Regions from separate parts of the Mus musculus genome. Here regions 1, 2 and 3 are each linked to region 4. The links are chromatin contacts, called in public promoter capture Hi-C maps. All regions are on one chromosome and are shown on one strand. Each heading gives the region's core, a stretch centred on a gene start, on an enhancer-like site or on the middle of the called end of the contact. The rest is flanking DNA. Distances are from core to core; before and after follow the strand shown.

The links. Promoter capture Hi-C pulls out the DNA fragments that hold promoters and counts their contacts.
Region 1: a contact with region 4 is called in a promoter capture Hi-C map of pre-B cells, with 2.3 times the contacts expected there. The contact joins the promoter of Trim46 here to the promoter of Snapin in region 4.
Region 2: a contact with region 4 is called in a promoter capture Hi-C map of pre-B cells, with 2.5 times the contacts expected there. The contact joins the promoter of Clk2 here to the promoter of Snapin in region 4.
Region 3: a promoter capture Hi-C map of neutrophils shows a contact between it and region 4, with 4 times the contacts expected there. The contact joins the promoter of Rit1 here to the promoter of Snapin in region 4. A contact is called at or near these places in 2 of 39 promoter capture datasets (neutrophils and pre-B cells) and 1 of 484 Hi-C or Micro-C datasets (B cells).

The regions. Positions count from the first base shown.
Region 1 is chr3:89,239,610-89,247,467 of GRCm38.p6, forward strand. It overlaps Trim46 (tripartite motif-containing 46), which reads right to left and starts at 6,288. Exons shown (of 10, transcript NM_183037.2): 1 at 6,106-6,288; 2 at 4,541-4,802; 3 at 3,975-4,318; 4 at 2,766-2,909; 5 at 2,558-2,653. The coding sequence starts at 6,168. Krtcap2 (keratinocyte associated protein 2) reads left to right here and starts at 6,829. Exons shown (of 5, transcript NM_025327.3): 1 at 6,829-6,906; 2 at 7,169-7,323; 3 at 7,456-7,519. The coding sequence starts at 6,903.
Region 2 is chr3:89,162,144-89,169,143 of GRCm38.p6, forward strand. Clk2 (CDC-like kinase 2) reads left to right here and starts at 2,652. Exons shown (of 13, transcript NM_007712.4): 1 at 2,652-2,963; 2 at 4,892-5,061; 3 at 6,552-6,780. The coding sequence starts at 4,892. It overlaps Gm45927 (predicted gene, 45927), which reads left to right and starts at 2,652. Exons shown (of 19, transcript NM_001310017.1): 1 at 2,652-2,963; 2 at 4,892-5,061; 3 at 6,552-6,780.
Region 3 is chr3:88,711,474-88,718,477 of GRCm38.p6, forward strand. It overlaps Rit1 (Ras-like without CAAX 1), which reads left to right and starts at 5,381. Exons shown (of 6, transcript NM_009069.4): 1 at 5,381-5,484; 2 at 5,853-5,997; 3 at 6,129-6,185. The coding sequence starts at 5,892. Khdc4 (KH domain containing 4, pre-mRNA splicing factor) reads left to right here. Exons shown (of 14, transcript NM_028814.4): 14 at 157-1,460. The coding sequence ends at 356.
Region 4 is chr3:90,487,136-90,494,067 of GRCm38.p6, forward strand. Snapin (SNAP-associated protein) reads right to left here and starts at 3,878. Exons shown (of 4, transcript NM_133854.3): 1 at 3,697-3,878; 2 at 3,413-3,459; 3 at 3,019-3,137; 4 at 891-2,458. The coding sequence starts at 3,839. The coding sequence ends at 2,357. It overlaps Ilf2 (interleukin enhancer binding factor 2), which reads left to right. Exons shown (of 14, transcript NM_026374.3): 13 at 92-182; 14 at 324-1,244. The coding sequence ends at 484.

The sequences.
Region 1 (7,858 bases), core at 5,038-7,537, 1.2 Mb before region 4:
GGAATTTTGTTCATTTCATCTATCCCTCTATGGGGCCAGGATCATGACTGGCAAAGCACCTATACCACAGATATGGTCACCTCCTGACCATTTGTACTAACTTTCTGAATGCTCACATTGTAACTGTAGGCTAAAGGGAAGCAAGCCCCTTCTATTTCCTAGATTTTTGGCTTGATATAGGAAGCCAAAATGAATATAGGACAAAAATGCAAGAGTCCTGTTAATTTTATACCTACTTAAGATCTTTTTTTCTTTTTTTCGAGACAGGGTTTCTCTGTGTAGTCCTGGATGTCCTGGAACTCACTCTGTAGACCAGGTTGGCCTTGAACTCAGAAATCTGCCTGCTTCTGCCTCCTAAATGCTGGGGTTAAAGGTGTGCGCCACCACTGCCCGGCTGGGATCTTTTAAAAAGTATTTGTATGTGCATAGGGGTTTTGCCTGTATGTGTGTCTGAGGACCAAGTGTGTGCCTGCTATCTGTGGAGGCTAGAAGAGGGTATCAGATAACCTGGAACTACGAATGTTTGTGAGCCACCATGCGGGTGCTGGGAGTTGACGCTGGGTCTTCTGGAAAAGCAGCCAGTGCTCCTACCCCACTGATCTATCTTTCCAGCCTTTATTTGGGGATCTCTATAAGAGACAGGGTTTCATGTACCCCAGGCTGACCTTGAACTCACTGTGTACTGAAGAGAGATCCCCCTGCTTCAATTTATCCAGTCTTGGGGTCACAGCATAAGACACGGTGACCCACTTAAAAGTTCAATTAATTCGTTTTTATAATTTTTAAAATATATATTTTTTTGTGCGTTGGTGTTATGCCTGAATGTATGTCTGTGTCAGAAACCCTGAAGCGGGAGTTACAGATAGTTGTGAGCTGCCATGTGGGTGCTTGGAATCGAACCCAGGTTCTCTGGAAGAGCAGCCAGTCCTCTTAACCACTGAGCCAACTCTCCACCCCTTATTAATTTAATTTTTAAAAGAATAATTCAGGTGCCGGAGAGATAGCTCAGTGAGAAGAGCAAGTAAGCACCGAGCAAGGGCTGAGCTCACTTCTTAGCATCTATCAAAGGTAGCCGAGTGACCTGTAATGACAGGTCCAGGAGATCAGTACCTTGGGACTCCATGGGCCACCCCTCCGCGTGGGGTGCACTCACAGACACACACACACACATGCATAACACCCGAGGAGTTATTCTAAAACAATACAGTTGCATTTTAAGTATTTATTTATAAATTTAGTAGCACCCTGACTGCATGCCAGAAGAGGGCAACAGATCCCTTTATGGGTGGTTTTGAGCCACTATGTGGTTGCTGGGAATTGAACTCAGGACCTGTGTAAGAGCGGCCAGTGTTCTTAATCACTGAGCCATCTCACCAAACCACTGCAGTTACGTTTTTAACTTTTTTTTTTATTTAATTTTGCCAGCCATTTTTGTGTTTTATTGTTGTGGGGACTTTGGGCCTTGACCATGTACTAATGCAGCAAAAGGTATGCCTACTCTTTCAACATATTTTTTTACTTTAAAATATCTATTTCATTTGTGTGTGTGTATGTGTATATGAGATTGTGTGTGTGTGTGAAGCCCAGAGGATGGTATCAGAGCCCCTGGAGTAGATTCCAGGTGATCATGAGCTGCCTTGTAGTTGCTGGAACTGACCCTGGGTCCTCTGCAAAGGCAGTAGGTGCTCTTAGCCACTGACTCGTCTCTCCAGCCCTCATGTGCTCCCCCCCCCCCCCATGATGGAGATGCACACTGCCCCACCACAGGCCCCGTCCATTCCAGGGCACTGTATTTGTGAAGAAATGATGGGATACGTGGATTTACGGGCTGGAGTAGTCGATCCTAACCATGTTGCTAAGAGACAAACAGGGAAAGGCTAAAAACTAGTGGACGTTAAGAGCTCCTTTAAATAGCTGGTCATTTGAATACATCGCAGCCCTAGTTTCCAGGATCCGTCAAACAAGACTGTGCTGGGGCCTCAGTGTGTGAAGGAGGGCCTTTTCCAAAATACCCGCCTATCTGGATACATGTCAGAAAATGCAGTAACTGCCCTTTCTGAGCCTACAGTTTGTCCAGCAACTGCAACTTGAAATCACCATTACACTAACTGCTCATATTTTACCCTAGCTCTTTCATAGTCTTAATCTTTTTATATCTCACTCAAATAAGAAAGGCCACGCCACGACTGCACTAATGTCCACGTGTGGACCACTAGCTGCAGCACACTGGTGACTGTGCCATCACCACCATCCATTGCACTGCCCGCTAATTCAGACAACCCAACAGAAGGTGCTTGTTCCCCACCCCTAGCTTCATGGTTGTGCTCATGTTGAATCTAAGTATATTTGAGCTCCTTAGCCCCCAGCTATTGCCCTCCTACGCTCCCTGCAGCCCCAGCTCCAGCCCAACCCAGAGTACTGGTGTTCTTGCCAATGAAGTTTAACCAGAGCCTCCACCAACACACACCCTCCTCCTGTGGGCTCTGAACTGGCAGTAAGACAATGGGACATGGCCACCCACGAGGGACTGAAGGCGCACGTCCATGCCCTTCCTCACCTCAGTGTGCCTGATGGTCTCTTCCAGCTCACAAATCTGGGTCTGCACAGTGTCCTGGTTTCCCAAGATGTATGCCAGGCTCTTTGTTAGCTTATCCTAAGGGCAAAGAAAGAGGTGGGCATCATCCTGGCTCTGCAAGAAGCAAGTCAGTAGGAGGTGTGTGGTGGTGTGCGTTGGCGCTAGGGCTGAGGAGGTAAGGGGTCTTTACCTTGAGGGCCTGGTAGGCACTGAGCACTGGTGTGATCTTGTGCCCACTGTGGGTACGCCGTACTCTGCAGAGTTGGCACACCAGTCGTTGACATGTCTTACAGTAGTGGGTCACCTCTTCCTTGTGGTCTGGACACATCAGACCCTAGGGATGCAAAAAATAATGAAACAGTCAGCCACTTGTGTGTGTAAGGATGCTGATCTACCAGCAATTGCTTGCCGGTCATCTCCAGCAGTCAGATGAGAAGGAAGTGGAAATAGCGAACCAGTTATTGTGCTCCCTAGCGCCACCCAATGGTGAACACTAGGCATTAAAGCATTTGTGAGCTGACCAGGCCATGGCCTAGCACTGCTCCTTCATTTACTTCCTAAGTTCATAGTATAACAATGGTGATAGAGTTCACCTTTGTTCACCATTGCGCCCAATTCCTAGAAAAGCATCCTGCATAGAAACAACTTTTTTTTTTTTTTTTGTTAATAAACAACTTTTCTGAGGCAGAGTTTTCCTGTGTACCCAGGCTGGCCTTTAACCTCCAAGTCTCTTTATTTACCCTTCCAAGTGTTGGGGGCTCAGGCATGCGCCACCATGCTTAGCCAGATAACGAACATCTCCTGTGATCCTATCAACAGTCCTGCAGGTATAGTTACAGCAGAGTAGATTCTCTCATCTCTATGCAGCTGGTGAGATGAGAGTCCCATAGATGTTGAATCTTCTGTTTAGTGGATGTTAGAGACACGGACTGATAGACAGCCCGATCTGACGGTGCGTGTCCGTAATTCTAGTGCTCAGGAAACCGAGAAAATGGGATTTCCATGAGTTCAAGGCTAGCCTGGGCTATATGGCAAAGCACTGTCCTGTTTTTTTTTCTTAATATTTTATTTTGAATTATGTGTATGTGTCTATGTGTAGAAATGTGCATGTAAGTGCAGGAGACAGAAGAGGCCAGAGGTGATGTACCCCTGGAGCTGCAATTACAGGGAAACAAATGTGATTCTCTGGAAGAGCTCTTAATCAGAGAGCTGCCTCTCTCCAGCTCTAAGACCCTGTCTCACACGTGCACGCGCACGCGCACGCGCACACACACACACACACACACACACAAAACCTTACCTAGCCCTCTTTAGAACCCCACATGCCAGTCATCTCCAACCTCTGGTTCAGCACCACTGTAGCCCCTCCCACTTCAGACCCCCGCAAGAACTGGCTCACCTTGGGGCGGAATGAAAGAGTGGGTAGCGTGGGCTCATGCTGCGCCTTCTGAGTGCCCCAGGGGTGGAAGAGCTTGAAGCATTCGTTACAGAAGGTAGCTCGACACTCTGTGCAGCCCTTGGTGGCCTCTAGTGGTGGGGGCTTGCACAACTGGCACAGGATGGCTCCTCCCACACTCACACTCTGGCGGTACCTCTCCACCACTCGCTCTAGGGTCAGGTTTCGGAAAAGCCCGGAAAGGCCCCTCTCCCCCAGCTCCACATCGCCTTGGCAGGCTGGGCACGGGAATAGGATCGTCTGGGGGTGCAAGGCACCACGCTTCCGCCCAGGGTATGTCCCAAAGCCTGTAGATGGACCCAGGAGGCACAGGTGAGAATTACAGCTGGCTGGGGTGGGTGACATCTGATCAATTAAAACGTGGAATTAATTTCATTGCGCCAGAGATCAGCTCTCATTAGAATTTCAGACAAGCAGTAAGAAGCTCCACCCCAGAATGACAGACAGATGCCCCTGACCCTCTTCCATCTTTCTACATCCCCACCCCATCCCACAGGCCCCAGCCCCACCTGACTTAAGGAGCCGGTCCAAGCGATCTGGCTTGGGGAGAGTTCTCCGAGAGAGGCGGGGGCTGCGGGTAGAAGGGGTGGAAGCAGGAGAAGTGGGCTCCGAACTCGGATCCCCACCATGGCCTATGTACCCCTGCTGGCCCAAAACCTCCCGGGCACAGGCCTGGCACACGTTGTGGGTACAAGGCAGCACTAGTGGCTGCTTGTACATCTCTTGGCACACTGGGCACAGCAGTTCCTTCTCCATGTTCTTCATGCTTGTCTGTGGAGGGACCAGGAGGTTGTGTGAGAGCTAGGACACTTGGGCAAATCTCAGCCCGGTCCCTTGGCTGCCAGGAAGGGCAGCACAAGCTACCTACTGCTTTGGCCCAGTACCCGCCTTCGTTGGTTCACACACCTCCCCAGCTCTCTGTCTCCTGCTTCAGCGCCCCTCTTGGGGAGCTTAAGGTCCACCAAGAAGGTACAGTTGGAGCTCTGGCCTCCCCCACCATCGCGCCCCACCCCCATCACTCCCGCTGCAGCAGTGCTGGCAGGCAGTCCTCCCGCCTCACCTGTCTCCATCCCTCCATCTCTGGATTAATAGCATTTATTTCAAGGGCACCACCCATTCTACAGCTGGGTGTTGTCCCCCGCCCCTTTCTCTAGCAACCCTTAGACGCATGACTGCTCCCCGCGGCCAGGGTGCGCTAGCTCTCTGAACCGGCTGGGCACTGGCCGGCGCCCCAGCACCCATCCTCCATTCTTCAATTCTATTTCTTCCAGTCTCCCCAAATCAACCCATCTCTCTTTGCCTTCTATACTAGAGCTATCAGACCCAGTCTGGTGGAGAAATTCGGCCTGTTTCAACCCTTTGCTCAATCTAGGGTGGGGGAGGAAGGAGCGCCCCGCCTACCTGCCCCCTCCCCACCGGAAGTATCCCTCCCCCTTTTGGTGAGGGGTCTTCTGGCTATTCCCCACCCCCACACCTCACCTTGGTCCCTCTCTTCGCAGCCATCCCGGTCAGGGGCGCAGCTGACACAAAGGAGGGAGGGAGAGGGAGGGAGGGGGAAGGAAGTGGTGGGGGGGAGCAGGGTTGGCACCGCCTCTGGGAGAGACGGGCACGGGTTACCATGGCAACGGGAGGCTGCACGGCAGCTAGCGGGGGGGGGGGTTGGGGGCGGTAGGGGGGGTGGTCGGGAGGGGTCCAAATTGGGAACTGCACCCAGGAGCGGTTTTTTCATCACCCCACCCCACCCCCCGCCACACCTGTCCTCAGTTTCTTGGAAAACATCCAAGCTCACACATGCCCCTTCTCATAGCCCTGGTGCACGCCTGGCAGCTACCCCAAGCCTACCCGCTGGGTCCGGGCAGCTTCTCGCTGCCTACACCCCAGCAAACGGGAGTCTCACCACTCGGCTGTCCCCAGGATCCCTCCACACTTGCGTCTCCGCCCTCCCAGTCATTTCTGTCTTAACTAATCCCTTCTCTATAATCCATATTCTTCCTGGACCCCCACCTGTTCAAGGGTCTGGCTTGCCCCGACCCTTTACATCCCCTCCCTTCCCCTTGACCCCACCTTAACTCACACTGATGCGGACTAGTGCATCCATGATGGAAGTGAAGGTCTGCATATCCTCACCCTCAGCCATGGCCCTACTGTGCCCGCCCGCCCCCGGGTGCCCGATCCTGGCTGCTGCTGCGAACCCGGGGCTTAATGCAGGAGCCGGGTGGGGTGAAGGGAGGGGTGGGGAGGGTGAGATGTCACTGCGCATGCTCCAGGGACTAGCTTCGAACTGCGTCCGTCGAGGTAGGGGGTGGGAAATAGTTCTTCCCACGTGGTTCTCCAAAGGCGGTCTAGGGGGTGGGTAACATGGAGGGTATTTGAGGTAGGAACCATTCCTCCTATTAGAAGCTTGCATCGATTCCTGGTCATACTACTCACATAAAGCACGAAGCTCGTTTCAGAAGAACAACTCCAGGTGGACGGTGCTACATCTTGGGTGGCACATATCTTCGGGAGTTGTTGAGGCAATTATAGTGGGTCAGGGAGGTCTGAGGAAGTTGTACGGGAGATGACATGAATAGCAATGAAGGCACAGGTGACTCTAGGCCATGGGATCATGACTGAAAGATGAGTGCAGCTTGTCCAGAGAGACAGCAGATGCCTTGGCTACAGAAGGCTGGAGACCAAGCAGGGCGGTGGCCTAGAATGCTCTTAGAAGCATTATTTCCTCCTTGCCACAAGAGGGCGCTGCACCCAAGGCGCGTAGAGGAAGAAGTAAAGCAAGTCCACGTTGGCCCCGACGCCTGCGTACAGACAACCGCGCCGGCTTTGGCTCCCCTCTTTCTCCAGGGACACGGATTGGACCACGGACGGGGCGTGATGGGTAACCGCACCGGCGGGATGCCCGGGCTGCTCTAGCGGGAGTGGGCGTTGGGGTGGTCCTCTTTTCTCCGTAGCCTCGGTAAAGCTGACGTGTCCTGGGAACTAGCATTTCCTCCGGACAGGCGGGAACTTGGGTGTGCAGGGCCGGGTGGTTCCTGGAGGTCGCTGTGGGGTGGGGGCTGGGTCACTTGGAAGTGGTTGGTGAGCCAAGCTCCGGAGTGAATCTGCCTGAATCTTAGCCTGACTCTTTTTCTCATTTATAGTAGTCGGTACCGGGACCTCCTTGGCGCTGTCCTCCCTCCTGTCCCTGCTGCTCTTCGCTGGCATGCAGATCTACAGCCGCCAGCTGGCCTCCACCGAGTGGCTCACCATTCAGGGGGGCCTGCTGGGCTCCGGCCTTTTCGTCTTCTCCCTGACTGTATCTTCCTCGCGCTGGAAGGGGAGGCGGGGGTGTATGAACAGAACATGGGCGGGAGTGGGTGGCAAGGGCTTTGCAGTCCCTCTACTTCCTATCTTGTTGCGTGAGTTTCTCCTTAATTACATCACCCAGGCCTTCAATAATCTGGAGAATCTGGTCTTTGGTAAAGGCTTCCAAGCAAAAATCTTCCCTGAGAGTAAGTGAAACTCAATAGTTAACTGGACTCTTTTTTTTTTAAACCTCTCCCAAACATGATGCCGAATTTCCCTGTGCTTAGATGATAAAGGAGAAATACATTTGCTTAACACAATCTTGAAGACAGAAGATGCTTTCAGATTAAGCATTTTATTGGAGCTGGAAGAGAAGCACAAAAAGGGGGGAGGGGAGGGGAGGGGAGGGAGAGGAAAAGAAAGAAAAAGGCCAACCTGGTCTGCTCTCAGGACAGGTTTCAAGTGAACAGTCAAGCCTGGGCTGATGTCTGATAGGCATCCAGGAGAAGGTGTTCTTTGTCCCTGTGAGAGAAGAAAGCAAAACC
Region 2 (7,000 bases), core at 1,402-3,901, 1.3 Mb before region 4:
CAGAAATTCACTTGCCTGCCTCTGCCTCCCGAGTGCTGGGATTAAAGGTGTGTGCCACCACTGCTAAAATCACACCTCCTTAATCCTAAAATTCTTGTCAATAAAATACAAAGAGATGCCGGGCGTGGTGGCCACGCCTTTAATCCCAGCACTCGGGAGGCAGAGGCAGGCGGATTTCTGAGTTCAAGGCCAGCCTGGTCTACAAAGTGAGTTCTGGGACAGCCAGGGCTATATAGAGAAACCCTGTCTCAAAAAAAAAAAAAAAGGTGTGCGCCACCAAGCCCGGCTTGTTTTGACTTTTTAAAGATTTATTTACTGTAGCTGTCTTCAGACACACCAGAAGAGGGCGTCAGATCCCATTACAGATGGTTGTGAGCCACCATGTGGTTGCTGGGAATTGAACTCAGGACTTCTGGAAGAGCAGTCAGTGCTCTTAACCACTGAGCCATCTCTCTAGCCCCCCTGGATAGATTCATCGATTCTCTCTCTCTCCTCTCTCTCTCTCTCCTCTCTCTCTCTCTCCTCTCTCTCTCTCTCTCTCTCTCTCTCTCTTCCTTTTGGTTTTTTTTTCGAGACAGGGTTTCTCTGTAGCCCTGGCTGTCCTGGAACTCACTTTGTAGACCAGGCTGGCCTCAAACTCAGAAACCTGGATCTCTTTTTAACACAAGGAATTTCTAAACTATTTCTTGCTAACCAGTCTAGTCTCCATTTGACTATTCACCCAGTTTCACTCTTATTTTCCTTAACTTTAATATATTTATTAACTGAGGGTTATTTTTATTTCCCTTCCAATTGTCCTTTCTGACAATTACCCAGTACCTTTATTTTTTTTTCTTTTTAAGAATTATTTATTTATTTTAGGTATATGACTGTAGCTGTCTTTAGACATACCAGAACAGGGTATCACATCCCTTTACAGATGGTTGTGAGCCACCATCTGGTTGCTGGGAATTGAACTTAGGATCTCTGGAAGAGCAATTAGTGCTTTTAACAGCTGAGCCGAGCCATCTCTCCAGCCCCTTCCTAGGACCTTCAAATAGTGTTGTTTTTCTCCTTTTTTTTTAAAAAACATTTATTTATTTGTATTTTCTTATGTGCATTGAATATTTTGGCTTGCATGTATGTCTGTACACTACATGCATGAAATGCCTGAGGATACTAGAAGAATGTTGAATGGCCTGAAACTGGAGTCACAGGGCACATGAGTCACCATGTGGGGGTTGGTTGGGAACTAATACAGGTCCTTTGGAGGAGCAACCAGTGCTCATAACTGCTAACTTATCTCTCCAGCCCCTCAACAACAACAACAAGAACAAAAAACAAAACAAAAGATAAAACAAAACCAAACCTTTGTTTTTGAGACAGGTTATCAGTGTACTCAGGCTGGCTTTAAATTCATTATATAGCAAAAATAACCTTGATTTCCCAGCAGTGGTGGCGCACGCCTTTAATCCCAGCACTTGGGAGGCAGAGGCAGGTGGATTTCTGAGTTCAAGGCCAGCCTGGTCTATAGAGTGAGTTCCAGGACAACCAGAGCTACACAGAGAAACCCTGTCTCAAAAAACTGAAGTAAAAAAAAAAAAAAAAAAAAAAAAAAAAAAAGGAAGGAAGGAAGAAATAACCTGGATCCTCCTGCCTTCACCTCCTATGTCCTGGGATTGGTTACGTGTATAGGTTGTATGTATGGCTCTCTTGCCAGGGCATTCTGGGCAAAAGGCAAGTACTCCACCAACTAAGCCACATCCTGAGCTGGTTTGATTTTGAAACAGTCTCACACTGCAGCCCATGCGGGCCTTGAGCTCCTCCAAATAATCCTGCCTCAGTCGTCTAAGAGCTGAGATTATGAGCATGAACCACCATGTTTAGCTGCTGCTTCTTCCTTTTCGTTTTCTTCTTCTTCTCCTTCTTCTTTTGTACTATTTAGTAAACTGAAGCTGGAGAGATAGATGGTTCCGTGGTTAAGAGTGCAATCTTCTGGCAGATCCAGCATCCACAATGGTAAGCCCTCAATTGCCTGTAACTTCAGCTCCAGAGGATCTGACTGGCCCCTTCTTCAGGCCTCATGAAAACCTGAACTGAAATGCACATACCCTTCTACAGAAACAAAAATAATTTAAGGTAAATCTAAAAAGAAAGGAAGATGATTCGGTAAATTTATACTTAATACAGATTAGTTAAAACACAACGGCGTCCGATTCTCCTTCCTCTATGTCTGTGCACCTGCCCCAAACATGAAATACTTTTGTGCAGAACAAAGAGGGAACCTTTCTTTGCTGGCGTTCGGAAGCAGGAGGGTATATATTTTCAAGTTTTGTTTGAAGAACCAGACTTCACAAAACCTCACTGGAGTCGTTTGCTCAATAGCGATACAATGTAAATAACTAACAATCCTTTAAAACAGCCAATATTAAATAAGCCACAAATTGTCTTCTGGTGAAGAGCAAGAGGAAGGTGTCATGGGAAAGGATAAAAAGACCTAGAGACTCAACAAACACGTGACAAGCTCCGAGCGCCTCGAGACCCGAACCAAGAGGCGCACCCACCGCTTCTCTAACTCTGGAAGGCGCAGGGGAAGCGGCTCACTGGCCCGAAGGGCCCGGTGTCGGGGGGCGGAGCCCATCAGAGGCTGGGAAGTGACGCAGGACGTGCGTGCGTCTGTGCGTGCGTGCTCGCTCACGGCGGCGGCGGCGGCGGAGCGGAGAGGCCAGAGCCGGAGACCGAGCTGGGATCGGGCCCCGGGCGGGGGCGGTGCGAGAGGCGCCGAGCGGATCCTGGGGGCGGGGACGGAGCCCGGGCGGGCGGGACTGGAGCAGAGCCCGGGAACGGGGCGGGAGGTCCCAGGGCCCCGGGTTGGGGGGTGGAACCGCACTTCGTCGCCGCGGGGGTGCCGGGACTCCGGCCGCAGTGCCGCCGCCATCACGGACTTCCTGTGGGACAAGCGCACGGGCCTCGCCGCCAGAACGGTGAGCGCGCGGGCTGGCGGACCTTGGGGCCGCGGAAAGATGGCTACCGCCAGACGGACGGCAACGGGATATGGAGAAATTAGGAGTGTCGGGCTCTCGAAGCAGCAGAGTAGCGAGATGAGAGGGAGGGAGGTCGACGTGTTTCGGTGTAGCAGCAAGACCTATAGTAAACTTGGAAAAGCCTTAGAAGTGATGAGGTAGACACCGGAGCGGTCCCAGTCGTGCAAAAGTTGGACCAAGGGTTTAATACGATCCGAAAAGTGTTAAGATGGCAGTGTAGAGGAAGAGTTTGAGGCTAGGAAATTATTCTAGCTTCTCTGAGTAAGCAAGGAAGAAACAGGGTTTAGAAGTTAAGAAAGTTAGGCTAGATATGCTTTTCTAGGAAAGAACGCAGTGGCTTTGTTGGTTGGTGTCCAAAGTGAGATTGCATTTATGTTAAGTTAATCAAGATAGGGTTACCTGGGAAAGCCTCGTGCTTGCATCTTCTTGGTTTCCTGTCAGCCACTTTAGGCCAGTGTACCATAGGCTCACTTTCCTTAAGAAGGTTGTGAGGAAGCGGCCGAGAATGGTGACCAGATGTTGGAGTCAAACCTACAGACCTCATGTCCTGGGCCAAGACTGCCCCCGAGGCTCATCGTATTGCTGGATATGACAGTGATTTTGCTCTGATTTTCCCCTTTGACCAAAACAGGACTCATGAACCCTAACTAGTCCAGTTTCATTTAATGGAGGCCCAGCTGCCGGCCAAGTATTACTGATACTAATTAAGAAGTACTTAGTAGGCTAGGGATATAGTTCAGTTGATATGGTGGGGGTCACTTAGCTTGCATGAAGCCCTGGGTTGATCTCCAGCCTTTGTAAGCCCCAGCCATCTGTAATTTTTGCACTTGGAACTGAACTAATATCAGAAAATATTCGTGGCCATCCTAGGCTACATATCAAAATCGACACCAGCTTAGGATATGTCAAGTGTGGTTTTGCAAGTCGTTCATACCAGCACTCAGGAGGCAGACACTAACAAGATCTCTGAGTTCAAATTCTGCCAGATATGCTTAGTAAGTTTAGCCCAGCCAGGGTTACATAATAGAACCTTGTCTCAATAAAGGAAAGAGAGAAAGAAAAGGACTGGGGCAGCGGAACACCCTTTGAATCTCAGTGTTTGGAAGGCATAGGCAGGTGGATCTCTGTGAGTTCCAGGCCAGCCTGGTCTACAAAATCAATTTCCAAACAGCCAGGGCGACATAGAGAAACCCTGCCTCAAACCCAAAAGAAAAGGAAAAGTGCAGTTATTTCCTGCTTAATAAATCCAGTGGTGCTGGGGACATACAGATGGACACACTTCCCTTGTGCTGTTTTACAACTGTGTGAAAAATTTGGCCAGGCATGTGAGAGACATTTGTGGGACCACATCCTGATCTCTGGAACTTGTTGGTGTTTGCTGCCAGTTATCTGTAAAATCCTGGGAGGCTGAATGACTGCCCTGTGACACTCCTAGTCTAGTGGGGGAGAGAAGATGAGCTGTTAATAACTAAAACAACCATGTAAACTAAAGCTTTATTTTGTTTGCTTGTGAAGCACTCAGGATGGCACAGCTGCGCATGTTAGATGGCAGCAGAGATGAACTGTGGCAATATTTATCAGCCACACACTTGTCACCTGTCGTGAACTGTGGCTCAGACCAGAAGGTCTTCATGGAGCCTTGTTTGAGGTAGAGCAACTGAATTTGACTTTCTTGAGTTTTCAGCCAAAATTTGTAGGTGGCTGTATAGTCCATGAAGGGAAGACTATTACCAGGAAAAGAAGCGAGGCGTTTGTGTGCTGAAGGGCGTAGGGACAGAAAGCAGCTTTGCGTCTTTAGAAGAGGCATTCCACGAGAACGGTTATGAAAACTCAGTGTTCCTACCATTCTGCCTCTCCTTCCTCTCCAGATGCCCCATCCCCGAAGGTACCATTCCTCAGAGCGAGGTAGCCGGGGGAGTTACCACGAACACTATCAGAGCCGAAAGCATAAGCGAAGAAGAAGTCGCTCCTGGTCAAGTAGCAGTGACCGGACAAGGCGGCGGCGGAGGGAGGACAGCTACCACGTTCGGTCCCGAAGGTAAGAGAGACTGATTGCAGGTCACTGGTTACGTTACATGATGAGGCCAGTGGGCTCAGCAGCTGGTTGAAGGCCAAGGGCCTAGGTATGGACGAATGTGCCTGACATGGATTTGGTTTGGGGTTCACTTCCTGCCATTGCAAAGAAAGGGAGGGGGTGTTGGTGGTGGACACCTGGGATGGGAGGGGAGGGGGATTATGAGCTCAAGGCTACTTTGGGCTTCATACTGAGTTTGAGGTCAGCCTGGTCTACATAATGAGACTCTCAAAAGGGGGAAAACATGTTTTGTTTCTTTTTTTGCCTAAGTGTTTTTTTTTTTTAATACTTTTTATTAGGTATTTTCCTCATTTACATTTCCAATGCTATTCCACTGGAAAACATGTTTTTTGAAAGGAACTTTCTAGAGGAAGTACTTCGGGATTAAAGCTGTACCCACCAGGCATTGTTGGAATGGTTCTGGATATATATAGTTCAGGGAAAACAACTTTTAAAAAAATTTTTATGTGTATAGGTGTTTTACCCACATGTATACCTTGCATTATATGCATCCATGGTGCCCTTGTCCATTAGAAGAGAATATGGGAGTCCTGGAACTGGAGTTACAGGCAGCTGTGAGCTACTATGTGGGTCATGGAAATGGAACTCAGGTTCACTGAAAGAGCAGTCAGTGCTCTTAACCAGTGGACTATCTCTAGTCATTTTCCTTTTGTTCTTTAGACAAGGTGTTACTGTGTAGCCCTGGCTGGCCTAGAACTTTCTGTGTAGACTAGGGTGGTCTTGAAATCAGAGATAACACCTGCCACCTCTTCTAGGGCCCTGGGATTAAAAGAGTGCACTGCCATGTCTGATTAAAGAAAGGGATGCCTAAACTTGTCTAGTAGGACTAGTGAATATCAGGTGGCACCAGGCGTGGTGGCGCACGCCTTTAATCCCAGCAGTGGGAGACAGAGGCAGGTGGGTTTCTGAGTTCGAGGACAGCCTGGTCTACAGAGTGAGTTTCAGGACAGCCAGGGCTACACAGAGAAACCTGTAAAAAGAAAAGAAAAGAAAAGAAAAGAAAAGAAAAGAAAAGAAAAGAAAAGAAAAAAGAAAAGAAAAAAGAAAATCAGGTGGAAATGTCTTTGGTTGACAGGAAGCGTGTATGCCATGGACTAACAGCTAAAAAGAACTCGTGTGCTAACAGGAAAGCTAGGTCTGCAGTGTTTCAATAATTCAGTGATATGGAGAGGAATGGACTGGATTAGAGCAGAGCTGAATTTCATTTGGAAACAGTAGAGAGCACCCTGGTTCTTTGTTCTCTTGTATCATTGGAGAGGAGGAGGAGATGCGCCCCCAGAGGACTTCTGCAGGTGCCTTTGAGGAGGTCTTAGTGACAGTAGGTGTGTGGAAGCACCACTGGGCTTCTTCTTCCTAAGAAGGACCCCATTGCCTGCTGTGGCAGGGAACGTGGCCTGGACTGACCTTGCTAGTGGGTATTTGTTATCCAACAGCAGCTATGATGACCATTCGTCCGATCGGCGGCTGTACGATCGGCGGTACTGTGGCAGCTACAGGCGCAATGACTACAGCCGGGACAGAGGGGAGGCTTACTACGACACAGACTTTCGGCAGTCCTATGAATACCATCGAGAGAACAGCAGTTACCGAAGCCAGCGCAGCAGCCGAAGGAAACACAGAAGGCGGAGGAGACGGAGCCGGACATTCAGCCGCTCATCTTCAGTGAGTGCCAGCCCAGCCTTTTACTCTCCCCATTCTTCTTCAGTCCCTCAGGGACCCTGATGAGTAAAATGTCCCCTTGTTCTCAGACATGCTTTGGAGCATGAACATTGGAGTGGGCACTAAGTATGCCTACCCTCTTGGGAGCTCTCTGACTCTCGAGGGTTCCCAGATCTACTTTGGCAATAGGAGGTCATACATCCTCTATGCCCTCAGTGATGTT
Region 3 (7,004 bases), core at 4,131-6,630, 1.8 Mb before region 4:
TATCATCAACGTTATGGGGTGACCATTGACCCTGTGGCTACAAAATGGTGTCCAACTAACCACTTATAATTAACATCTTTTTTTTTAATTAACGAATTTATGGTATTTTTTCTTGGTGGGGGATGGGGTCGGGGTTGTGGTTGTTCTCTCTTCTAGATTATCCAGCCAAGAAGATGAAAACGGCAGAGAAGGGATTTGGCTTAGTAGCTTACGCTGCAGACTCCTCTGATGAAGAGGAAGAACATGGAGGTCATAAAAATGCAAGTAGCTTTCCACAGGGCTGGAGTTTGGGCTATCAGTATCCTTCATCACAGCCACGAGCTAAGCAGCAGATGCCATTTTGGATGGCCCCATAGAAAATAGTGGACAGAGCTTTGACCCTCAGTGACTCTTCTTAGCAATAATGCATGCACTTGATTAAACAAGACTCTGGGACCTGTTCTGGGGGCCATCTTGGATCTTCGAAGATGTTAGGGACACAGTGTCCCCTGTCATAAAGGGACGCCATTCTTTTTAAAACCCTATTTCTGCAGTGGCATAACATCCGTTAAAATTCACTTAGAATCACAAATTTGCATCAAGCTTTTTAACAGTTGATGAAATGTGCTTGTCCAGTGAGATACCAGGACAGAGTCATTGCTACATATGTTTGACCTGATCTAGCCTTTTCCAAATGAATAGCCTCAACTCTGTTGTAAAGAAAGTTTTATTTGTATTTTACTACTATTGGGTCAATTTTGATAACTGGTTACAAACAAAAAGCCTTACTATTTATTAGTGGGAAATGGTTTTAAGACCCTTCCTTCCATACTTACATGTAATTCTAAGAGCTCCTCATCCCTCTTTCCATTTGGAGTCTTTGTTTGGAAAATGCTGTTTTACTAATTTAGAATGGTCAAATACAACTGGATCCTGAACAGGAAAATGCAGTTATTTTTGCATTCTTTCTTTACTGGGATGATCCAAAGCTGGCACCTTTAGGCACACTTGTTTCAGATAGCCATTGCTGTTGGCACTGCCCTTCTAAGCTCCCGGTTTCCAACTGGGTCAAAGAAAACGCGAAACACTCATCTGTCTCTCTCAGAACTGGCTGCAGCGAGAAGAGGGATGTGGTGCCACCGACAGGACGGTGACTGACTGGAATTGCAACTTGTCCTTTTTTCTTGGCATTGCGGGTTTTGCCAAAAGAACTTTTTTGTATCAAATATTCATGTGTGGAAGTGAAGGAATTGGTGGTGAGCCAGGAGCGTCTGAGATACTGTCATTTTTGCACATTTTTGAATACTTTGCGGGCTGGCTTTGTACAAACTTATTCTCTGGTTTCTTGTATGTTGTAAATAATTAGACCATAATTTCATTATAAATAAATGTATAAATATTCTGCTTGTCATTTCTCTTTTTCTTCCCTAGCCTGTTCATACACTAATATCAATAAACTCTTCAATTATTTATTTTTTTAATGTGCATTGTTGTTTTTTTGCATGTATGTGTGTGGGAGGGATCAGATCCCTTGGAGCTGGAGTAATGTATGTAGATATGAGTTGTTGTGTGGCAAATGGGAATTGAAGCTGGATCCTCTGACGTAGTGCTTTTCCCTTTGAGTCATCTCTCCACCCCCTTAATATGCTTTTGTATTCATTGCATAAACCCTGCCCAACAAGAACATAACAGGCTCCAGCATTTGCATATGCTCCTTGAGCTGATAACTCTGAAAAATATATCCTTAATATAAAAGGATTTACAATTATTATTAAGTTACATGTTTTCTATTTTTTATTTTTCCCCTTCAGTGGTTTACTTTGTTTTGTTTTTGAGATAGGGTCTCACTGTATGCTCTTCTAGCCTCCAAGGGGGCCATGCAATACATATAGTTACAAATACATCCAGAGAAAAATAAATTTTTTTTTTTTTGAGACAGGGTTTCTCTGTATAGCCCTGGCTGTCCTGGAACTCACTCTGTAGACCACGGCCAACCTCGAACTCAGAAATCCACCTGCCTCTGCCTCCTGAGTGCTGGGATTAAAGGCGTGCGCCGCCACACCCGGCCAGAGAAAAATAAATCTTAAAGAGATTAATGAATACACTTTTGTTCCACAATGTGTGTAGCTGTCGGAGGACATCCCTTCAGGAGTGAATTCTTTCCTTCCACTGTGCTTCAGTGAATAAACTAAGCTCTTCAGGGCTGCGTGATAAGTACCACTAATAGCCGAGCCACCTGGCTGGAATACTGTGTGAAACGGGCTAGCCTCATTCTCCTAGATATCTGCCTGCCTCTGAGTCCAGAATTCTGGGATTAAGGATACCCACCAGGTTTGACCTTCCACCTGGTATTTAGCTACTGTGTAGCTCAGCGTAGTTACAACCGCTGCCTAAAAGGTACTCGAATGTTTTGTTGTCTCTTGTGCTTTTGGCAATTGAACCCAGAACTCTGTCTATGCTAGATAAAATTCTACCACTGAGATACATCCTAGGCACTTCCTCCTTTGGATTTTTGGAGACAGTTTCCTGTAGCACTAGCTACCCTGGAACTCTGATATGTAGACCAGAATGACCTTGAGAGATGTTTCTGCCTCTGTCTCCAGAGTGTTGGTATTCTGGGCATATGATATGCTACTGTGTCTGGTTACTTAGTTCACTCTCTGTTGGTTTTTTATGTATATGAGTACACTGTCGCTGTCTTCAGACACACTAGGAGAGGGCATCAGATCCCTTTATAGATGGTTATGAGCCACCATGTGGTTGCTGGAAATTGAACTCAGAACCTCTTGGAGAGCAAGTGGTCAGTACTCTTAACCTCTAGGCCATCTCTCTAGCCCCTTGCTCTCTTTATAAATTATTTTGAAGGCTAGGCATGGAGGTAGATCTCTTAGGCTAGGTGTACAACATGTGATTTACAGGACAGCCAGTACTATGTCCTGTATGACCCTATGAGAGAGAGAAAAATTAGTATTTTGAGACAGCATTTTTTTTTGTCACCACTATTTCTGTGAAGAAACACTATGATCAAGGCAACTTTAATAAAGCATTTAATTGGGGGCCTTGTAGCTGGCCTTAGCTACTTTGTGGGTTCTTTTTCACACCCTTCATCCCCCCAGTTTCACCCCTAACACTAGATAGGAGAGAAATGGGGGAGAGGGCAGAGAGAAATTAGGAAAATCCCTGAATCTAATTTCCTGTTTCTTCTTTGACCACAGCTACTAAGAAACCCCAACCAACCTCCGTAAACCACCAGCAGCCACCCACGCAGACCATCAGGCACAGCATTTATATACTATAAATAAATAAATAAAGTTCTAGAATTCCAAAGGTCACACAATTAATTGCAGAAACTGCAGCTGGTAAAACCATGCCTCTGTTAGAGCACAAGGCATGAGTTCAATTCCCAGCAAACACGTAGTAGCTCATAACCATCTGTAATGGGATCAGCAAGTCAAAGCTGCTGCAGTTCAACCCCATATCCTCACACCTGGGATTAAAACAGCTGCCTGAGACCACACCCAGTTCTTCAAAACTTGTAGCAACACAGGAAAGCACTTATCCCAGAACTCAGGAGGTGGAGGATGGGGGAATTTTGTATTTAAGGCCTGCCCGGGTTACATGAGACTCAGACCCTAAAAACAAGATAAAATAATTGTACTTGAAGACTAAGGCAAGATTGCTATGGTTTCTAAGTCAGCCTGTGACTTAGAACCCTAAACCATCCTTTCTGTTCCCTCCTGGTCTCCCTTCAGCACTCTTATGCTGAGACAGAAAGATCAGGCACTGTAGACTAGCTTAAGCTGCTCACCTATATCCTGGCTCCAGCAGAAAAGGGAAGTGGAGGTTGCAAGAATAATGCAGGAACGTTTCACTCCATGTGATGTGCAGAGTGGATGAAGCCCAGTTATGCTAATTTGTTTTTTATGAGACTGGGTCCCACATTGTAGCCTTTACTAGCTTGGAAGTCAAAAGAGACCCTCTCTGTCTGTCTTGTCTAAAGCTGGTCACAAACAGATACACACCTGCCTCTGGAGTGCTGGAATTAAAGGCATAAGCTATCTGCTTTTTAAAAAGGTGTATTTATTCATATGTATGTTTTTGCTTATGTGTATATATGTGCACCATTTGTATTCCTGATGCCTGCAAATGGTCAGAAGAGGGTTGTGGATCCCCTGAAACTGGATGGTTGTGGGCCACTGTGTGGGTGCTAGCGACTGAATCCAGAAGCAAGAAGTGTTTTTTGTTTTTTTTTAAAGATTTATTTTGTTAATATATGTAAGTACACTGTAGCTGTCCTCAGACACTCCAGAAGAGGGAATCAGATCCTGTTGCGGATGGTTGTGAGCCACCATGTGGTTGCTGGGATTTGAACTCTGGACCTTCGGAAGAGCAGTCGGGTGCTCTTACCCACTGAGCCATCTCACCAGCCCCCGCAAGGAGTGTTTTTAACTACTGATAATCTCTCCTGAGCTCTGCTTTTAAGACAGGGTTTCATGTAACCCAATGTCGAATTTAGCTGGTATCCAAGGTGGCCCTTGTACTGCTTGGCACAGACACCTTCCAAATGCTTGGTTTATATGGATGTGCTTGCATCCTATCTGACTTGTATTTGTCTTAATAATTTTAAAATTTAAAATTCTAACTAGAGGGCTGGTGAGATGGCTCAGTGGTTAAGAGCGCCACCTGCTCTTCCGAAGGTCCCGAGTTCAAATCCCAGCAACCACATGGTGGCTCACAACCATCCGTAACGAAATCTGATGCCCTCTTCTGGAGTATCTGAGGACAGCTACAGTGTACTTATATATAATAAATAAATAAATCTTTAAAAAAAAAATTCTAACTAGAATAACTGGATACCGCGATCATCTGGTTTTGGTTTCAAGAGCTTTTGATGTAACAGCGTTTTTGGAAAATGAAGCGCTGCTTTGTAGCAAGTACCATACCTACCCTAATGTAATTCTGTATTTTGGAAAGATTGAGGGGGTGTGGGTTTGTTGTGCTGTACATCTGGTGACAGATATTTTCCCTCTACCAGCAGCAAATAGCCCTAAGTTAATCACTTTAAAAGTATCTGTTCGTGGCTGGAGAGATGGCTTAGGTGTTAAGAGCACTGCTCTTCCAAAGGTCCTGAGTTCAAATTCCAGCAACCACATGGTAGCTCACAACCATCTTAACAAGATCTGACATCCACTTCTGGAGTGTCTGAAGACAGCTACAGTGTACTTACATATAATAAATTAATAAATCTTTAAAAGTATCTGTTCGATTAATATAACATCCATTTTTGTAAGTGCAAGCCTTGAGATTCGTATGTGACCAGAGGGCTTAGCGAGTTAGAGTTAGGCGCGGGGCGGAGCAGAGTATCTGTCAGCTGTGGGGGCGGGGCTCAGGGTCATGCCCCGCCCACCGGCGCCATCTTCCAGGACCCGGGCGGGGCCCTGGGCTGTGGGGCGCAGCTGGGAAAGGAACGCGGGTTACCACCCGGCCTCAAAGCTGGTTTCAGAGGTACAGGCTCAGGTGAACAGGGCGGGGGGGTGACGGTGGCGGGAAAGGTGGTGAAGTGGGGGAGCCACGGCCACCGTGAAAGAACGTGACAGTGTCAGGCAGCGCTCTGCACTCATCCGGCTCCTTCCTACTGGCACGCTGCCTCAATCTGAAGTTTTAAGTTCTTTTTAGTTTTCTGGAAAAAGTAAGTTTGGACATCTATGATCTGTTTTAGGACTGAGACTGATTGTGAAGGGCGAGGATGTAGGGCTTCTTAGCGTTCTGCAATGAGCAGAGTAGGCCATGGTGTTTGGGGACGGAAGAAGGAGGCTCTCACTGTGGCCCACTGTTTCCATCCTGGATTGAATGTTCTGTGCCTTCTCCTCTAGGAGGCCTTTCCCAGGGGCCCAGGACTGCCCCGGAGGACAATGGAGTCCGGAGCTCGCCCCATTGGTAGCAGCTGTAGCAGCCCTGCAGCACTCTCCCGGGAATACAAACTAGTGATGCTGGGTGCCGGTGGAGTTGGGAAGAGTGGTAGGTAACCATTTCTGTTTGCCACACAACGTTTGAAAAGCAACCCAGATGGGTTACTGGCTCTTGTGCAAAATTGATAGCTAAAATACTTCCTGGTCACAGTGTCCTGAGTTGCATCTCTTGTTTTGAAGCCATGACAATGCAGTTCATCAGCCACCGATTCCCAGAAGACCATGACCCCACCATTGGTAAGTCAGCTCCTTGTTTATATTTCCAGATACAGCCTGGGAAAGTATCTCAATAGAGTTAGAGCTTAAAAAGTAATATTTATATCCTAAGCTTGTTTGTGTATGTAATTCATACTTACTTAGAGACCAGAATAAACATTTGAGTATTTATTTTAGACTTCATATGCACATTTATGCTATCTTTAGTCTTCAGATTACATTGGTAGACAAACTGTCTTTTTTATTTAAGGACATATAATGTATTGTTAGATTAAAGGAAAAGTTTAACGACCACTCAATGAAACCTTTTCTTGCTGTCACTGTTCAGGGTCTGACATGAGACTAACCCTGAAGGATGAGTCAGCTGGTTTGAACTTCCACAAAAGGAAGCAGAAAAACAAGTAGAGCCAGCCTGCTGAACTCTTAGAACCAATCTTCCACTTAGAGCTCTTCCTTTATTTCCTTATCCTTGCAGCTCATTATATAGTACTGTCTTCTCCTGTGTCTTTGTCATCTTTGGCTGTCATAGGTTGGTGGAATGCTAGTGGGGTAAATCTGTCTCCCTGACACCCCCACCTGGGGATGGAACCTGAGACTCTAGCCGAGCATACCATGCAAGGGCTCTGCCACATCCCCAGCCTTGTTTTCTCTTGTTTTAAGTTGTGTTATTGTCTTCCTTGATAACAGGTCAAAGCCTAAGCTAGCCTTGAACTCGTAACACTCCTTCTGCTTAGTCTGAGAGTAGAGGCATGAACCCCATGCCCAGTTCTGTAGTTCGTGGATTATATTGTTGTTATTAGCTGCTATCTGCTATAGACTGAAATGTTACAAAATCATAAG
Region 4 (6,932 bases), core at 2,628-5,127:
GAAGGCCAAGGACCAGGGGACCTGTTTCACACGGATGTTAGTCATGTATAGTCTATTTATTTTGGCTCATTTCCCTCTCCTTGTTCTTCAGGATATGGTCTGCTACACAGCTCAGACTCTGGTTCGAATTCTCTCCCATGGAGGCTTTAGGAAGATCCTTGGCCAGGAGGGGGATGCCAGCTGTAAGTTATCTCTGTGGTGTGGTTCAGGGGTTCTGAACTATAGAGAAGCCGTATCTAAAGGTGGTCTAATATTAATGAATATAGCTTATCTTGTTTACTGGGATATTTGTATGAAGTGGGTTTTATCCCTGTTTCTTCTAGATCTTGCTTCTGAAATATCTACCTGGGATGGAGTGATTGTGACACCCTCAGAAAAGGCTTATGAGAAGCCACCTGAGAAGAAGGAGGGGGAGGAAGAGGAGGAGAACACAGAAGAACCACCTCAAGGAGAAGAAGAAGAAAGCATGGAGACTCAGGAGTGACCTTCCCTTTACTGTTTCTCCCCAAGGGAAGAGAGGCTAAGCCAGCCACCATGGGGCTTTAGATGGCGGCATTTCTGTGGCATAGGGAGACAGCAGGAAGGGAAACAAACTGAAAAGAAAAAAACGCTACTGTTTCGATAGTGGCCAAGCAGCTAGAAGTCTCCCATTTGTGACTGCGTATGCCCTCTGTCCGTCTGTGAGGAAGCAGAATGCCACACATTCCCAATATTTAAACCTAACCACTCCCAACCAAGTACTTTGTGTTGAAATGCTGTAAACGGTCATTGAGTATCTGGGAATTTTTTTTTTTTTTTCTAAGAAAAATGATTAAAGTACTTCCTACTAGGGCTTTTGGTTTTATTTTTCTTCAATATGTAGCAACTACATTTGGCTTCTATAACCTCAGTAGAATTCAAGTTGAGTCTTTTATTATAAACATTGAGATTGCTGTTTTAAATTATATAAATTGAAAGTAATAGATTCCTAGGATACCATTGTGATGGCTAATTTCTTCAGCTTGGCCTAAAATAACCTGAAATTTCTGCAAAGGATTAACCCTAAATGTGGGGTGAAAGCATCTTATGAGCTCAGTGCATGGACAGAATAAAGGGATAAATGGCAGAGTCCAGCATTCCCTTCTCTTGGAAGCTTGATCACCTCACATTCTCATGTCTCAAAATAGGCCCCAAAATATGCATCAGTGTGACCATGTCCTGAACCCTTTGAAACCATAATAAAATAAATTTTTTTGTTAAAATAACCAGTACAAGCATTTATTTAATAATGTTGAGCAATACTTAATATTAACATAGTCAAGCCAGGGTGGCCAAGAGGATAAATTATTTACCTTGACTTTACCTAAGTCCTCAGTTGTAAACAAAGTGGAGTTACAGGTAAAGGAAACTGCCCAGCCCCAGTAATAGGAGTAACAGGATGGTTAACACTGGCTGGCTAAGCCTGGAAAGGATGGCGCTTAAATATGTAACTTTTAAATTTTATTTTATGAGGATGGTTGTTTTGCCTGCATATATATCTGCATCATATGTGTGTGTGTGCTGGGCCAAAAGGCCAGACAAGGGCATTGGGTTCCCCTGGAGCTGGAGTTAGAGGCTGCTGTGAGTCACCATGTGGGCGCTAAGCACTGGACGCCATCTGGAAGAATCACCAGTGTTCTTAACCATTGAGCCATCCCTCTAGCCCTTAAAATATGTAGTCTAAACAAAAAAAAAAATCGCAAAAGCTTAGGACTCTTAGCTGTCAAGGCTCTGCCTTGACCTTGGATCCTCGCTATCTGGCATGCTCTCCTTGGGTAGCAATGAAGGCAACAGTTGCGAAACTTGTTAATAGGAGTTAACCTAAACATTATAGAGTGTAAGATGATCCTGGAAAGGTTATTACCTTCTGAGAGGAACTGTGGTGAAGCAGAGGGGGAGAAATAGGAGTATACTTTCTCACTAAATCTGGTGTTTTCTCAATTTTCTACCACACGATGCCTAATTTACTTAGTATTCTTTGGGGGAAATATATAGAGGCTTGAGCCCGGCACTCTGACACATGCCTATTATAATCCCAGCATTCAGGAGGCTAAGGCAAGAGGACATGTTTGAGGCCAGCCGGGACTACATACTGAGATCTTGTCTCAAGATTAACAAAACCCAAAAGGTAGAGGCTCTTTCTTGGATGGACAAGCTGTGATGGAGGTTCTTTAGGAAATAGTCCTGCCGTACGCATGTTTCTTGAGGCGGCTACATGAATGAGTACATAGTGCAAAAAAAATCAAAGGTCTACAGAGACTTTCCTGGAATCTTCTCGTGTCTACCAGACAAAGCCGTTGGAGAATTGTACTTGTATACTCAGGTCACGGGCCCGTGCTTATTTGCTTGGAGAACCAGGAGGGTAAACTCCTGAATCCAGCATAGCTCTCCTGCGAGCTGTTTCCTTGGCCACGCTGTGGTTTAACCGCCTTAGTCGTTCCTGTAAGACAGGAAGATGGGGAATCTAATGACTGCTGTAAAAGGTTTTAACTGAGTCCCCTCTGCCCCTGTCCCCAGACTGTTTTTTCTCTGTGTAGCCCTGGAACTTGCTCTGTAGACCAGGATGGCCTCAAACTCAGAAATTTGCCTGCTTATATGTCCAGCTGGCTTTGGCTCTTTTCAAGCCAGCCCTTTACGTTAAAATGGACTTGTAAATGACAGCCACTAGAAGTTAAGAATTAGAAGTTAAGAATTGGCACTTGTCTAGTTTGAGGCCTAGTAATGGGGTGAGGGGAATATGGGCCTTTATTATCAGATTAGTTAACACCACTCTTTTCCCCCATAGTTGCTTCACAGTGTTGAAGACATAAAGCAGGATAAACAAGAAGAAATTTTTTTGAAAGAGGGTCATGCTATGTAGCCCTAGCTGATTTGATAGTCCAGGCTCTGCTCAAAGTTCAAGCCATCCTTCTTGCCTTAGCCTACCAAATGCTGAAACTACAGCATGTACCACCATGCACTGCTGGGATTATTATTATTATTACTATTTTATTATTTTACCTGTGCATTCTGTAAAATATTGTTGACCAAGACAACTCGTCGCCTGGCATTAAGCAGCTTCTTAACATAGGGGTCCAGATCCAGGGCCACTTTCTGATCCTCATTGATCCGGCACAGTTCTGGGAAGAGGAAATGGGCAACCAACATCTAATGGCTCATTTTTTGTTCTTAGGGAATGGAAGAGAGGAATGGGATGAAAAATACTCTTGCAGTCTTGTGTGGGCCACAGACACCTTCCCTTCTTCCATTCTGTCCTAAAATATCCCCAGAAATTGGAGTCCTTGGGTAGTTCTGATATTGAGAAGCAAGTGACAGAAACTTAGCCTAAAACCTGGGGAAACAAAGTTCCCGAAAGTGAGATCAGGGATTCTAGGTATCCTGGCTGCTCACTCACCTGTAGCTAGGTTGTCAATTTGTTCCCGGAGCTCTACTTGGCTTTCTCTGCAAAGTGGTACAAAAGTCTACAACGGTCAGTGACTGGGACGCGGGAAACGAATTCTACTTATTCCCCAAATACTGAGACAAGCCAACCTCAACTTCAAGGCCTCACCCAGGCCCTTCCGCCTATTTACCCAGTCTCAACATCAGTGTCTCAAGAATGTATCTAGTATTTCTTCGGGGCCCCGCCCCTACAAAGCCAGTTCCCTAGGCCCCGCCCCCAGCAACCCGGTCCTGCACCTGACCGCGTGCACGTGAGAGTCGAGCTGCTGCACCGCGGGTCGCAGGAACTCCAGGAGCCCCTCGGCAAAGAGGTCGCGGCCTGTGGGCCCCGCCACTGGGGTCCCGGCCCCTGACACAGCAGCGGAACCAGCCGCGGCCATCGCGAACTGCCCTGACGCCCTCAGCCTGCCGCGAGGGTCGCCGGGAACTCCAGACCGCCGCTGTGCACCGCGAGAGGGCGCTTAGATATACAGCCCAGACGGCAGTGGGATAGCTGGGAAATGGAGTCCTCAGTGAGCCCCGGCAAGCGGGCCGGGACCAGAGCCTCTTCTTCCATGGGCCTGTAGGGGGCGGATCTAGACTTCTGGAGATAGATTGCCCTGTAACTATGTAAACCAGGCTGATCTTTTCTTTCTTTCTTTCTTTCTTTCTTTCTTTCTTTCTTTCTTTCTTTCTTTCTTTCTTTCTTTCTTTCTTTCTTTCTTTCTTTCTTTCTTTTCTTTCTTCCTTCCTTCCTTCCTTCCTTCCTTTCTTTCTTTCCTTTCTCTCTCTCTTTCCTCCTCCTCCTCCTCTTCTACTTCTTCTTCCTCTTCTTCCTCTTCCTTCTTTCCTTTTTAAAAAAGATTTATCATATGTAAGTACATTGTAGCTGTCTTCAGACTCGCCAGAAGAGGGCATCAGATCTCATTACAGCTGGTTGTGAGCCACCATGTGGTTGTTGGGATTTGAAGGTTGCTGTGTTTTGAACTCAGGAGCAGTTAGTACTCCTAACCGCTGAGCCATCTAAGTGCTATTGTCCATAGCCTTCTCCATGGGAATTGATGAGAAAGCCATGTAATATTCATGTTAAGGGTTCTTTCTTTTCTCTCTCTTCCTCTCTCCCACTCCCTCTTTTTTTTTTTTTTTTTTTTTTTTTGCCCTCTCCCCATCTATCTCCCTCTCCCTCTTTCTTGCAGACAGGATTTCTTTGTGTGGCCCTGGCTGTCCTGGAACTCACTCTGGCTGCCCTTGAACTCCAGTGCTGGGATTAAAGGTGTATCCCACCACTGCCCTCGAGTTTTATTTCTAAAGATTTGCTATTTTTGTTAGAGAAAGTCCTGCCGTGTTACCAAGGCTAGCCTTGAGCTCACAAGCTCTGTTTTTTTTTTTCCATTTTTTATTAGGTATTTAGCTCATTTACATTTCCAATGCTATACCAAAAGTCCCCCATAGCCACCCACCCCCACTCCCCTACCCACCCACTCCCCCTTTTTGGCCCTGGCGTTCCCCTGTACTGGGGCATATAAAGTTTGTTTGTCCAATGGGCCTCTCTTTCCAGTGATGGCCGACTAGGCCATCTTTTGATACATATGCAGCTAGAGTCAAGAGCTCCGGGGTACTGGTTAGTTCATAATGTTGTTCCACCTATAGGGTTGCAGATCCCTTTAGCTCCTTGGCTACTTTCTCTAGCTCCTCCATTGGGAGCCCTGTGATCTATCCATTAGCTGACTGTGAGCATCCACTTCTGTGTTTGCTAGGCCCCGGCATAGTCTCACAAGAGACAGCTACATCTGGGTCCTTTCGATAAAATCTTGCTAGTGTATGCAATGGTGTCAGCGTTTGGATGCTGATTATGGGGTGGATCCCTGGATATGGCAGTCTCTACATGGTCCAACCTTTCATCTCAGCTCCAAACTTTGTCTCTGTAACTCCTTCCATGGGTGTTTTGTTCCCAATTCTAAGGAGGGGCATAGTGTACAAGCTCTGTTTTAAGTCTTTCAAGTGCTGGAGTTACAGGTCTGTGCCACCATGACAGGATTTAAAGTTAAGGGTTTTTTGTTTTGCTGAAATTTTTGAGGGGGGCTTGAAACCAGGGCCTTGTGATTGCTAGACAAATGTTCTGCTGAGCTATAGTCCTACTGTACCTTCCCTCTACCCCCACCTCACTTTTTGAGATAAGGTTTCACTAAATTGCCAGATTGGACTTGAATTTGCTTTGTAGTACACACAGGCCTTGACTATGTATGTGATCCTCCTGCCTCAGGTTCAGGCTTATACCAGCTTTAGCTTCTAAAGTTGTTTTTGATTTGTTTTTCAGTTTTATTTTGTGTGTGTTCATGTGTGTGTGGAAACCTTTGCCATGGCATATGGGTAGAGGTCAGAGAACAATTTGTGAGAGGTCAATTCTCTCCTTCCATCATGTGGGTCCCCAGCATTGAACCTTCAGGTTTGGCAGTAGGCCCCTTAACTTTCAGAGCCATTTTGCTGGCTCTACCTTTTTGCTTTGTTTTGTTTTTTGGTGTGTATATGCAGGTGTGAGGAAAGGTATGTACATATTAGGTTCCTAGGGAGATCAGAGGAGTTGGTTACAGGCAGTTGTAAGCTGCTGACAAGGGTACATGGAACCAAACCAGGTCTCTGAAAAAGCATCATGTCCTAAGCCATTGCTTCAGCTCTCTGACAGATTGCTGTAAAAATCACTACTTGAAAACTAGGTGCAGGTGTGTGTGTGCCTGCGTGTGAGAGTGCTCAGAGACAAAAAATCCCCTGGGGCTTTGAAGACAGGAGTGTTGGATTCCCTAGAGCTGGAGTTAACAGGAGCTTCCTGATATGGGAACCCATCTGGAGACCTCTGCAAGAGCAGTAAGTACTCTTAAATCACTGAACCATCTCTTTAGCTTTTTCTCACCCAAGAATATTCTTAATGGCATCAAATATGCACAAAATTGTATATGCCTTAAAGATAAATGGATTTAAGAGTGAAACCCAGATATAGACTAGGACAGGGATGGCTAGGGTACTGGTTAGTTCATAATGTTGTTCCACCTATAGGGTTGCAGATCCCTTTAGCTCCTTGGGTACTTTCTCTAGCTCCTCCATTGGGGGCCCTGTGTTCCATCCAATAGCCGACTGTGAGCATCCACTTATGTGTTTGCCAGGCACTGGCATAGCCTCACAAGAGACAGCTATATAAGGGTCCTTTCAGCAAAATCTTGCTGGCGTATGCAATGGTGTCAGTGTTTAGAGGCTGATTATGGGATGGAAGGATGTTTTTGCTACACAAAATAACCCAGCCTCCAAAGAACAAATATATGGTTTCATTTATATGAATGGTCAAATTCATGGAGATAAAAATGCAGGACAGGGCTGAAGTTGTGGCTGTGTGAGGACACTTGCACAGCATGCCTGAGGCTCCAGGTTACCTGATTCTCAGCACTGGCAAACACCAAAAGCAGGACTGGATTGGGAGGAGTGGAGAATACAATTGCATAGTG